Regions from separate parts of the Mus musculus genome. Here region 1 is linked to region 2. The links are chromatin contacts, called in public Hi-C maps. All regions are on one chromosome and are shown on one strand. The core of a region is the stretch at or near the end of the contact, and the rest is flanking DNA. Distances in the headings are between cores, read along the strand shown. Region 1 has its middle 18 kb from the start of Vps13b. Region 2 has its middle 65 kb from the start of Nipal2.

Region 1 (2,701 bases), core at 30-2,529, 610 kb before region 2:
TGAAACTCAAGAAAAGGAAGCCCAAAATGTGGAACAAAATAGCCATGGAAGGAGTTACAGAGACAAAGTTTGGAGCTGAGATGGAAGAAAGGGCCATCCAGAGACTGCCCTACCCGGGGATCCATCCCATATACAACCACCAAACCCAGACACTATTCCATACGCCAGCAAGATTTTGCTGACAAGACCCTGATATCTCTTGTTGAGGCTATGCCAGTGTCTGGCAAATACAGAAGTGGATGCTCACAGTCATCTATTGGATGGAACACAGAGCCCCTAAAGAAGGAGCTAGAGAAAATACCCAAGGAGCTAAAGGGGTCTGCAATCCTTTAGGAGTATTAACAATATGAACTAACCAGTACCCCCCCCCCAGAACTGTGTCTCTAGTTGCATATGTAGTAGAGGATGGCCTAGTAGACCATCAATGAGAGGAGAGGCCCTTGGTCTCGCAAAGAACATATGCCCCAGTACAGGGGAATGCCAGGGCCACGAAGCAGGAGTGGGTGGGTTGAAGAGCAGGGCAGGGGAAGGGTATAGGGGACTTCCAGGATAGTATTTGAAATGTAAATGAAGAAAATACCTAATTAAAACAAAAGCTATGAAATAGCCTTTATCCTTCATCCCTGGAAGATGTAGGAGAGCAACACAACAGCTGCAGTACTGGCCAGCCTGCTCCGGAGAAGGCTGAGCCTCCTCGATAGAATCAGTTCCTAACTTTACCTGTGGGGCAAGTGGACTGTGCCACCAGACAGAAGACCTGTAAGGTGGAAACAGGTTCAAAACCCCTGAAAAATCTCATAATTAAGAATAGCATGTGTTGGAACCAGACCCTGGCCAGACTTACCTGTTCTGGAACACATGACCATGACACAGCACTGAAGTGACCATGACAATCAGTCACATAGCATAAAAACCTGGAGTTCTCCATGCTAATGAGGTGTCTAGAGAGGCCTGAGTGTTCAGCCAATGAGCTCCCTTCCTGGGCATCTTTTCCTGCAAAGGGTATTTACTTCCTGCTTCTTCCTGAGTAAGACATATGCGTTCACATCTGCCGTGAGTTTGGACAAACAAGGATCATCTCCTTTATCAGTGACTGGGGGGAGGGGAGGCTTCGTAGTAAAAAATCCTCCCTAAATCGCTCAGAGAAGGCCTTCTCTCTTTCAACCCTTCTGTACTCTCGGCCATCACTGGGAAACAAACTGGACTCTGCCCAGTCCAAGCGCCTGCCATCACCTTCTTGACTGGTGCATACAGGATGCTAAGATTCTCAGACCACCGTTCTCAACTCCTCTGGGTCCCCAGTAGCGTCTGGGTACACAGGAGATTGAGAACCACAGCATCCTTCCCAGACCCTGCTGTTTCTCACCCGGGGAAACACAGGCTGGGGACTCCCTGTCTTGGACCCCCATCCTTAAGTGGTCTGCCTGCAGCACATGTGTATCCCAGCAGCAAGGCATACACCACAGACTAACATTTACCTATCACCTTAAAGTTCTAAGTATAAGTGCGTAAGTGTAAAGCTCAGAGTGTACGTGAGCTTGGCTAGGGGCTGCCGTTAAATTCGTGTTCTCCTCAGATGCTGAGATTAGGCTTTCAGGAGATGCTCACCAAAGGATCGTTAATTATATCCTGGAACCAATAATAAATTTTAATTTTACGACTCTTGCCCTCAAGTTTTCAGAAGCCTAGGTAGAAGTCACCAGGATGATCATTAAAAAAAGGGAGAGAGAAAGAAAGAAGAAAAGGATTCGAGTATTTTGAAACAAAACAAGTCCCCCAACCTGCTTTTCTAGCATCCCAGGTCTCTGCTGAGTGTCACAGCCTGTGCAGGCCTTCTCACCCCCTGCAGGTGGTGCTGGTACACAGGTTGTCTGGCTACATCTTTAAAGACAGTTATCTCAGCTACTAAAGCTGTTCTCAGTATTTGGTTTAAAGCTGTTGTAATGATCTAAATTACTCCTTCTCTTCACCCCAGTTATTGAGTCACAAAGAAAAACAAATACAGAAAAGGATGAGTCAGCTGGAGGTATCAGAGAGATTATCTGACATCTGATGCTAAATCTACCAGACCCAGCAATGACAAGATGCAGCTGTAGAGGAAAGATATGTTCTCTGTGTGTGTGCGTGTGTGTGTGCGTGTGTGTGCACGCAAACTGTCCTGTAATAGCTCCTGCCCACTTTCCCAAACCTGCAGAATTAGCTGGGCCAGATGGCACAGAACCATTAATCCTAGCATTCAGGAAACAGAGGCAGAGGCAGGCAGATCTCTAGGAGTTTGAGGTTTGAGGTTAGCCTGGTCTACATAATAAGTTCCTGTCTCACCCACACCCCACACCCAAAACAAAACAAAACAAAAAACCTGACGGATTAACCCCAGAGCTGTGTCTCTCACTCTCTCTGTGCTCAGGTGTCACTGGGTATTGGTAGTTGGGACTTCATTTAGAGATCTTTCGCCCCACCCACCAATGGCCCACCTCATCCACCTGCCATCATTAGTAGCTCTGTCCTCCATGGCCTTCCAGATGAATTCACTCAATGCAAATGTATTATAGTGGAATCTCCCACTCAGCTGAGAGCTCTGATAAGCAGGTTTGCCTTTCTCATCCTCTGTCACTAGTGCTTCTCCTGCACCCTGGAACATGTAAACACACATAAATTGAATGAATAAAGCAATCCATAAGAAAATTGCTAGCCAGGCGTG
Region 2 (2,700 bases), core at 102-2,601:
TAAACATGAAGATACAGCAAGGAAAGCCCCACCTTTGTGTTTATGGTGGTGTCGAGGGGTCAGTAGCTAGTTATACAAATGAAACCGAAGGATTAAGCATAGAATTGTTTAGGGGAGAGTCTAATGTCTCTTCCACTCTTGTGGGGTCAAGGTGGCTCCCATAATGAAGTAATTTATAATTCCATATCTTAACGGAAACGAGGAAAAGGATATGGAAGGGGACACACTGAGAGAACGAGACCCTGAGTGTGGTAGAACCCAGGGAAGAGAAAGCATTTGCAGGTCTCCATCTCCAGGACAGTGTCCAACATGCATTTGACATCTAACCAGCACTGTGATGGAAGACAGAAGGAAGGACATTGGCCTCCAGAACCACCCGAAACACAAAACTGCAAGGCTTTCAGAAAGGCATAGAGAGCAGAAAGGACAAGAACTGAGACATGGTGGCCTCGGGGATGAGAGTCTGCAGGGCTCTCCCAAATCACATTACAGAGTTAGGACTCTAGCCTGGAGGTAATGGAAGGCCCTTGAGGGATTCTAAGAAGATCAGATTTAAAGATCCTCCTGGATGCTGGATGCTAGAGAGGATCTAGTCATGAGAAGCCAAATAGAGTCACCCAGGAAGGAGAGCCCAGCAGCCTGATTCTGTTATAAGCGTTTAGGAAGACACTGATTTCGCCTTTTCGTCACTTTCTCTTGGTTCCTTTGGGAAGCTCTAAAGACATGTGGTTGTACTCTCCATGCCACAGCTGTTTGCGGGTGACAGATGGCACCCAGTTGTGTGCCTAGGAGCTCACGTCTTTTCCCCAGAGTATCTTTACTTTGTTTCTCAGCACAGGAAGGAAATACCATTTTCCCAGCTCTTTCTTTAGAAAAGTCACTCCTCATTTGCTTATGAGAGCTTTTGGTCTCTGGACCATGTTTGGATTCCATGCGTGCATTGTGTTGCACTGCGGTCCAGCTCAAGGGTGGCTCTGCCTTTCTTGGTTTTCTGGAGGCAGTGTACTTTCCTCCTGATGCTTATCTTCAATCCCTTTCTCAGAATGTCTTGCCCATGAACTCTCTAACAGCATCACAATCGGTGCCAAGTGGCGTGTTTCAATAGATTTCTCAAATAGGTCAGATACTGAGCCAAAAAAGACAGGATGCCTCAATACAAAGCCGCACATTTCTGAGAATCCTTTAGTAGCTGTCCTCTGCCCTCGGGATAAAGTACACCACCCTCCTCCCCCGCATCCCGTCCCCGTATCTGTTGTTTTGGACAGCCGGCTTCTGTCTTTACTCCACCTTCTTTAAACCCAAGCAAAGTTTTTTGAGCAAAAGGGTGGACCACTAGAGAACTGGAATGGCAGCTTGAACCAGGGGGAAGAGCTCCCCCTGCTGGCGGGTAGATCCGCTGCACTTTAGTCGTGGTTGTCCTTGTATCTCAAAAAGCATTTAGGTGTGTTTTATAAAGATTTTTCGGGTTAAATCGAATCATGTGTGGAAGTGGGTTTAGGGTGTGTACTTTTAGAAGGAAATCCATGACAAATCCTTTCTGTGACACAAGAAAACCTTTTAAGACAGGGAAATAATCACTTATCATCATCATCTCTTATGTCTCTGATGCTATTGGGGCAGCATGCCGAAGGGGTTCTCCTGGGGTGCTGCTCCTGTTGAGAGCGCTGAGGAAAAGGCACAGTAGCTGAATATGATGCCCAATTCTCGCACGTCTGACATTTCCATACCTTACAAAGGAGGCTTTTTTTTTTTTTTTTTTTTTTTTTTTTTTTTTGGCTTGTGTCTATGAAGTGGTTAGTGCTTCTCATAGCTTGACTGGGGGTGGTGTCAGCAGCCCTGGGCTGGCAGATTCAACAAGACCAACGCACGAATTTGGAAAGAAATCAACTCTTCCTATGGGTCTTGGCTCCAGAATGATCAAGAGGAAGAAAGCAGGAGAGGACAAGAGAAACACCGCCTTCATGAGCAGGGTATCAGCCATATTACCCAAAGGAACTGTGTCGGTCACAGTTAGGGTTGTTTTCCCTCCCTCCAGATGTTGTGTGTTACTGAACCTGTAGTTGGTAAGCACATACATGCCCCCCTTAGCAACGGTCAGTGCCGGCATGATGGCTGGCTTCAGGTGTAGAAGCTACAACTGAGCATGAACACACACACACACACACACACACACACACACACACATACACACACATAGTGTGCTGCTGGAACTACTGTATGATCTCTCACGAAACAGAGACCCAGTCTCATTTTGTAAATGCTTGGTCACATGGTAGGATGAAGCCCACATTCAAGTAGATTTGGCCCAAGCAATAAGATTAGGGGTGTAGGCTTGATCTCTTTGCTGGGAATTTGAATATTTCCATGAGCTCTCAAGTGCAAATCCAGCATATTCTTTGACCTGGAATCCCAGGAAGGTGAGCCCTGAGTAGTTTTCAGACTAGATTTCATGGAGCTCCGAGGTTGAAAGAATCAGCTTGCTCTTTTGTAGTTGGATTGCTTGCAACAAAAAAGGAGTAACCAAGGGGATTCCCACTCACCTGGCCATCTACTGGATCCAGAAACCACTGGACCTGAAAATCGTGCTCACAGCACCTTGAGCTAGGGGCATGAAGGAAAATCTAGAGTAAAAAAACAAAAAAGACTTTTGCTTCTTCAATTGAGAGGGCAGACAGGCTACATGCATTTGAAATTGGTTAT

Evidence for each region. Hi-C and Micro-C count contacts between places; a contact is called where the count stands out from the background.
Region 1: a Hi-C map of the N1E-115 cell line shows a contact between it and region 2, with 7 times the contacts expected there. The contact joins two enhancer-like sites. A contact is called at or near these places in 3 of 39 promoter capture datasets (hippocampal neurons, liver and pre-B cells), 5 of 15 datasets of contacts at CTCF or cohesin (the NIH/3T3 cell line, embryonic stem cells, large pre-B cells and 2 more), 14 of 484 Hi-C or Micro-C datasets (the AML12 cell line, the Ba/F3 cell line, the C2C12 cell line and 6 more), 1 of 115 datasets of contacts at active chromatin or transcription factors (the NIH/3T3 cell line) and 1 of 9 other capture datasets (embryonic stem cells).

The regions. Positions count from the first base shown.
Region 1 is chr15:35,352,124-35,354,824 of GRCm38.p6, reverse strand. No RefSeq gene overlaps it. Among named protein-coding and RNA genes, the nearest start is that of Vps13b, 18 kb to the left of the region's middle. Within about 2 kb of position 1,279, at least 3 of the 459 cell types and tissues checked have an H3K27ac peak or open chromatin away from gene starts, as enhancers often do. A contact at or near this core is called in the N1E-115 cell line, where this site is marked.
Region 2 is chr15:34,741,907-34,744,606 of GRCm38.p6, reverse strand. No RefSeq gene overlaps it. Among named protein-coding and RNA genes, the nearest start is that of Nipal2, 65 kb to the right of the region's middle. Within about 2 kb of position 1,351, at least 20 of the 459 cell types and tissues checked have an H3K27ac peak or open chromatin away from gene starts, as enhancers often do. A contact at or near this core is called in the N1E-115 cell line, where this site is marked.